2 separate regions of the Mus musculus genome follow, and region 1 is linked to region 2. A link is a contact called in public Hi-C data. All regions are on one chromosome and are shown on one strand. Each heading gives the region's core, a stretch centred on a gene start, on an enhancer-like site or on the middle of the called end of the contact. The rest is flanking DNA. Distances are from core to core; before and after follow the strand shown. Region 1 has its middle 12 kb from the start of Mir8110. Region 2 has its middle 17 kb from the start of Gm42034.

Region 1 (3,171 bases), core at 217-2,716, 160 kb before region 2:
GAGAAACCCTGCCTCAAAAAACAAAACAAAACAAAAAAAAAGTTTTAAGGCTGGAGAGATGGCTCAGTGGTTAAGAGCACTGACTGCTCTTCCAGAGGTCCCAGGTTCAATTCCCAGCAACCACATGGTCGCTCATAACCATTTGTAGATGGAATCCGATGCCCTCTTCTGGTGTGTCTGAAGACAGCTACAGTGTACTCATATACATAAAATAAAAATAATTTTTAAAAAACCGTATTTTAATGGCTGCTTAAATTTTCATCGCATGACAAAAATATGTTTTTTTACACTATGTTCAGGAAGGCACTCCTTTGCACAAGCCCGTCTCTCAAGTTGGAGAGAAATATCTAATGCACAGCTTTCCCCCTTGGTGACAGTAACAGTTTTCAACTACTTGACGTTGGCCCCCATATGAGGTTGTCCTGACTGGAAAGGACACGGGTATAGGAAGGGTAGAGGCTGGATGCTGCCCAGCCTCCACAGACACAGGGCATCAAAAGGGACTGCCCAGACCAAAGTCAACAGTACTAGGCCAGAAAGTTACTGTCCAGGACAGTGTCAGGGTTAATTTTCAACAGGCACTCAAAACTCCAATTAGCATTCTGCCATTGGCTTGCAGGACTTTGCCCTGGGATTCTGTCTCAGGATCACATCTCAGGGGACTAGAATGCATTGGAATCAGTAAGCATTGGAAAACCAACGCTTTTGCTTCCACAGTTCCTATTTGGTTAGCGACCTACACTGACTAATAGTCAGTGGAAGCAGAGTTGGTTGGTTGGTAGGTTGGTTGGTTCATTGATTGGTTGGTTGGTTATTTTGCTGTACTAGGAACGGAGGCTAGAGCGCCAGACAAACAGCCTACCAGGGAGCCACACCCTCATCCTGAAGTTGTACTTTTAATAATTAAGTTTCAGGAAGAAACCACACATCTCTAGAGCTCTTCCATCCAGGCCCAGATATTCCCGTAAACACTGAGTCATGGCATGGTGGTGCAAACCCTGGGGCATTAGCTGCACCCTGGAAACAGTTTCCCCCTAAGGCAGAGAAGGGACCTGGTCCTCACAAAACTAGAATTTCTAAATTCCAAAGGAAGTTTCAGTTAAATCTGGGTGCTTAGAATCCTGTCTCCTCCAGCCCCGTCCCAAACCTTTTTCTTTTTCTTTTCTTTTCTTTTCTTTTCTTTTCTTTTCTTTTCTTTTCTTTTCTTTTCTTTTCTTTTCTTTTTTTTTTAAGGAGCTGAGATTTGCTCTTTCATAGCCTTTACAGAGCCTGGAGAGCTGGGAACCCCACCCTAGTAAGCAGTCACTGAAACTGACTCCTTCCCTCAGTTGAGAAATCCACTGCCTTTTTACCCCAGGGTTAGATCTTTAAGACTTTGCCTGACCTTTGCAGAGAAAATTGGTATAGAGACAATTGATGATAACTCCGCCCTCACCATCGAAAGATCTAAATCCCGCCCACTCAAACGCAGAAGGGAAGTCTGTTGTCCTTTCACCTAGACTCACATTCTTTCCTGGATTGGTGGTGAATGGAGTGCAACTAGAAATATTTGAAATTGTATTTCCCCGATATCGAACCCTACTGAATCTACAGCTCTCCCAAGGAGATGCCAGATCAGGAGTGTCTGACTCAACACAAAAAGAAATAGAGCTTAAACTGGATTAAACAGTCCAGGTGCATTCTTCCGCTTTCACAACGGAGGAGGCAGGCAAGCTCTGGTCAGAGCACTCACCCTGAGGTGCGCCTCTGAACACAGTGCTTCCTGACAGCTTTGCTCCCCCATGCCCTCCCCCTCCACTCATTTCACCTCCTCTCCAGAGCCTCAAACCGGTGTGGAGCCGGGAGACTGTTTTATGTGCAGAAGACATCCTCCGTCTCCAGATCTCTCCCTAGGAGACAGGAGGCAGATCTGGACTCCAACAAGTTACACCAGCTAATGATGCATGCCTCAGAGAAGAGGAGGGGGTGGAAGGCTGGAGAGACAGAAGGACAGACCGGGGCACTGGGGGACAGCTACAATAAGCAGTTATGGCTTGATCAAGAATATGTTGGCTATGAAGTAAGTGCAGAGATGGATGGGAAGTTAACTCTCCTTTAGGCGAAAGCTATTTTTTTTCTTCCGCTCTCAGTCACAACTTTTGGTACTCAAATGCACTTTTCTTTGCAATTTCGTATTAAAAGATTAGACATTTCCAAGATTCACATGGGTGTAGAAAGACAAGTTCCTCTCTTGTTGGCAACACACACACACACACACACAGACGGATGCTCCCAAGCATGGTAGTGGAATCTGGGTCCTCCCAACACGTATGTGTACGTGTGTATGCACGCACACACCGACTAGAGGATAGTATAAACTTAGAAAGGAGGTAAATGAGATTGGCTCACATTCAGCTGACTTTCCAATTCAGATGGCTTGCTGTGGAGGAGATGAAAATGGAGTGGTAGCAAGAAGAGATGCGGAAGTGATAAAATCCAAAGTAGGAACAAGCCTACTGACTCCAACTCCTTAAGTCCTGCTTTATTAATGCAGTCAATATCACCATTAATTCAACAAATACTTAAAGCACAAATCTGTCCCTTAGAGACTGTGGCAACACATGAAGAGGATGTCACCATTACCCTCGAGAATTAGAAATCTAAGCAGGGTATATGACAACGCATCAGACACCCTGCTTTAAGCCCGAGGTTCCAACCTTGTGTCAGAACTTTGGAAGTGGCTCAAAAGATTTCTTTCAAGTAATTTCAGTGTTGCTGAGTCTCTCAGGAGGCTGGTCAGGCCAGGCTGTCATGAACACTTTTCTTACCATTGGATGACAAGATGTATGAATTTGGAATCTGAGAAGCGAAGAGAGCTTCCTGTGGTGGTTTGAATAACTTTGGTCCCCACAGACTCTTACCCAGTACAGAGTGGCACTGTTAGGAGGTGTGGCCTTGTTGGAGGAAGTGTGCCACTGTGTGGGCAAGGTTGTGAGTTCTAAGCTCAAGCTATGACCCAATGAGAGAGTTTCCTCCTGGCCGCCTGCTGAAGAGAGTGCCTTCCTGCTGTCTATTCAAGATGTAGAACTCTCAACTTCTCCAGTACCATGTCTACCTACAGAGGCCATGTTGCCAACCATGATGATAATGGACTAAACTTCTGAATCTGTAAGCCAGCCCACAATTAGATGT
Region 2 (3,372 bases), core at 419-2,918:
AAATAATTTAAAAAAAGAGCTCTCTAAAGTACCCATGGAGACAGAGGTTCCAAGGGGAGGTTTCAAGGGGCAAGAGGTCCTGTGGTAGCAGGTTGGACAAGAGGCAGAGGAACTCTATGGTGAGCTACATAGCCTGCGCCACACAAGCCTGTGTGTCTTCTGTAAGCTTCTCCTTTCACCTTCCCAACCTTGCTGTTCACCCCACGGACTGACGTGCCTTAACTACAGATCCAGGAGCCTGTGCCGTCTGGCTTCTGGCTAGATTCTACCACTGAGGGACATTAGCTGATCTGTCCCCAGAGTTTCCACGGACTACACTGCCACTGGAGATGATGTGACCAGCACTCTCCATATGGCCTTCTGGCTCCAGGGTCTGGTAACAGTCTCCTTCTCTAGGCTAGAGTTCATAGCACATTGTTTTGGGGCCTGAAGATGAATCTACCCCAGGTGGGGTCCCTAGACCCTGCCCACACCTTTGTGAAGAGTCCCAGGATTAAATGCTCTCTGTGCCCTCCTTTTCATCCCCTGGTCCTGAGTGACAGGAAAACACTGGAGCCCATGAGGAGGCAGTCAGCCCTGTGATGCTGAGCAGTAGTAGTTCATTTAATTTGGCATCATCTTCTTCTCTTTCTGCCCTTCCGTCAGACACACCTGCACCAGAGTGTAGCTGGGTTTCCGTAGAGCCCCCTGGAACCTGGTAATCTTGTCACAGTCCTCCGGATATCATAACTTTGGGGCTCTGTCCCGCTGGCCTTAGATCTGTCATTGTAGAGGAAAATGCCACAAACCAGGGAGTTTCTACAAGTGTTTGAGGGACCCATCACAGAACCAGTGATCTGAAGGCTTCAGAGAAAATGAAGGATTCCTAATTCTCCACAGTACCTGAGTTATGGAGGGTCTGAGCTCAGAGTGGGAAAAGGCTTTCTGGTATAGCTCTGCTGCGCTTTCCCATCACCTACAAAGAGAAGGGCTCTGATACTCTTGCCTCCTTTCCCCTTAGCTTTCTGTCGAGGCGGCTGCAAATGTCCAGATTCAGTCAAGTTATAGCCTGTGTCTGAACCGCTCCCTCACCTTGCCACTTCCTGCAGCTCTGGGGTACGGACCCTCTCACAGAGGTTCTCACAGATCCCAGGAAGGAGTTGTAGGGGACAGAGAGGACTGCTATCTGGCCATGGCTGCATTTAGAGAGGAAGGCTCTGTTGAGCACACTCAAAGTGCTCATGTCTATCTCTCTCACTTTTAGGATGATAAATATACCCATGTCTGGCTTACAGAGCCAAGGTAGACAGTGGTCCAGAGGCTTCAGCCCACCCAAAGTCTGGGGAAAGACTCCTGTATCCTCACTGTCTCTTACTAGGTTTCTTCCTCTGGAATGTCCTGCCTACGTTCATGCTCAGTGTTCTCAATGTGAGGGGCCGCATACTTCCAAAGCAAATATCCCTAGCCAGGAGTCACTGTGACCAAGAAGCATACAGCCCAAGAGCTATGTGCTCTGAGCAGTGACCTTAGAAAGCAGGGCATGCAGCCCAGGATAAGGCCTGAATGGCCATATGCCCAAGGACCTTTGCCCATCAGTGGGTCAACTAAACAAGACTTGGGACTAGAGCCATGACAGGAAATGTCAGAAAGAGAAAGCACAGATATGACTCAATGGGCATCCACCTAGGACCTTTGTGCATAGCTGTACAGATTGCACTGCCCAGCCACGGGGTACCAGTCACTACACAGTCATCCTGGGCCTCACCACTGTGACAGCATGCAGGCAAGTGTCTGTAACTGACCCTAGGAAGCAGCAACCAGACACCAGCTCAGAAAGGCTACTAGAAATACAGTTTTGGAAAATGTCCCCTTCTTCGTTACTTCAAAGCTATGACACAAGCCTGTGGGTCCTCTGATAACGATCATCTCCGTTTACCCCACAGAACAGCACTGGCCACAGCAAGGCCTCTGGGCACCACCCCATAAATCCTCTTCTCACTGGAGGCCTATCAGATAATGATTTAAAGAACTAGTCACTGGCTGCAATTAAGCACAGAGAAAATAGATCAGTCCCATAATTTCTGTGTGTGCAAGGTCGGGTTGGATCCGTAATTAATGTTTGCGCCCGTTAATGAAACGCTCCACAGCTCTGCACCTCTGTCATTCATGAAGGTAATTTTTCAATTGATTAGTAAAATAATACTTGAAAAGTAAATGCACCTGCCTCTTCCCCGAAATGTCTCAGTCAACCGGACACACTGGTTGGGACGCTAAAAAAATACCACTGCAATCCAGTGGAGACCGGACCTGCACCATCAGCATGCAGAGAGCCTGAGAAAGAGGCTGGAGAAAAAAGCAATTAGAGCAATCGTGGTGACCAGAATCCCTGGGCGGCCCAGAGCTGCTCAGCAGCTCTGCCCAGTTCCCACCTGTGATGAAAGATGCTGAGGCTTGGGGTTCCTGCTGGGCAGGGATGGGCTTTGGGTAGGGAGGCTGCTGCAGAAACCAGGAGGGATCCTGTGCTGTGGTGAGCAGGGGGCAGGGGCATTATAGGATGCTGTTGTTGGGGGGAATGCCACAAACCAGGGAGTTCCTACAAACGGAGAAACGTATCAACAGGGGTGCTGAGTGGGGCATTTGTGAAGCTGGGTGCAAACACTCCATCCAGGGGCTTCTCTGGCCAGGACCATCTGCTCCAGCATTTCTTAGTTGTTAGTTAGTGGACTGTTTGAATGGACCTTATCTTGAAACCAAGAGTAAACATTTTGAAAATGACATCATCTTATATTTTACAGAACAAAACACCTCAGGAAACAGTGGTGTTCATTCTTGGAAGAAAGATTCGAGTATTGATGTGTTGCTGTTTTTACTTTCAGTTCCAAATATTTTAACAGTGACACCCATCTTTCCACCCATGGGAGAGTCTTCCCTATAGCACCGAGCCTATGATCTGGACAAAACTACTCAAACCCACATCGGCTTCCTAGAGTCATTTCTGTCTCTTTGACATTTAAAGATTTGACAATCAATTATTGAACATCAAATATTGAGCCACTTAGCCCATTGCCTCCTGCCAATTGTTTCTTCTTTTAGCAGTTTGCCAGTCACCAGTGGCTTGTCGTGGGTGACTAGGCTTTTCCTATATCACTCCTATAGATACGATAAGACTCTGCATCTTTGCAGAGATTAGCTATTTCTGTGAAGAGCATACTTTATGTTTTAATAGATGGATATTAATGGTGGTGAGAGGACCGGGTTTGGTGGGGCTAATGCCACAAAGGGTGGGTTCACAGATGACTGTCTCCATGTGTCTAAGTGATGCTGGCTTGTCTTGCATCCTGGAAACTGTGGGAGCTGGGTGGCAAACTGTCACATGTGAGGACTCTCATGGGC

What was found. A called contact is a pair of places that touch in the nucleus more often than the background predicts.
Region 1: a Hi-C map of liver shows a contact between it and region 2, with 3 times the contacts expected there. The contact joins two enhancer-like sites. A contact is called at or near these places in 5 of 484 Hi-C or Micro-C datasets (the G1E-ER4 cell line, the HPC-7 cell line, liver and 1 more) and 3 of 115 datasets of contacts at active chromatin or transcription factors (embryonic stem cells, kidney and neural tube).

The regions. Positions count from the first base shown.
Region 1 is chr8:89,010,791-89,013,961 of GRCm38.p6, reverse strand. No RefSeq gene overlaps it. Among named protein-coding and RNA genes, the nearest start is that of Mir8110, 12 kb to the left of the region's middle. RefSeq lists a cis regulatory region at 1-3,171. Within about 2 kb of position 1,466, at least 25 of the 459 cell types and tissues checked have an H3K27ac peak or open chromatin away from gene starts, as enhancers often do. A contact at or near this core is called in liver, where this site is marked.
Region 2 is chr8:88,855,632-88,859,003 of GRCm38.p6, reverse strand. No RefSeq gene overlaps it. Among named protein-coding and RNA genes, the nearest start is that of Gm42034, 17 kb to the right of the region's middle. Within about 2 kb of position 1,668, at least 3 of the 459 cell types and tissues checked have an H3K27ac peak or open chromatin away from gene starts, as enhancers often do. A contact at or near this core is called in liver, where this site is marked.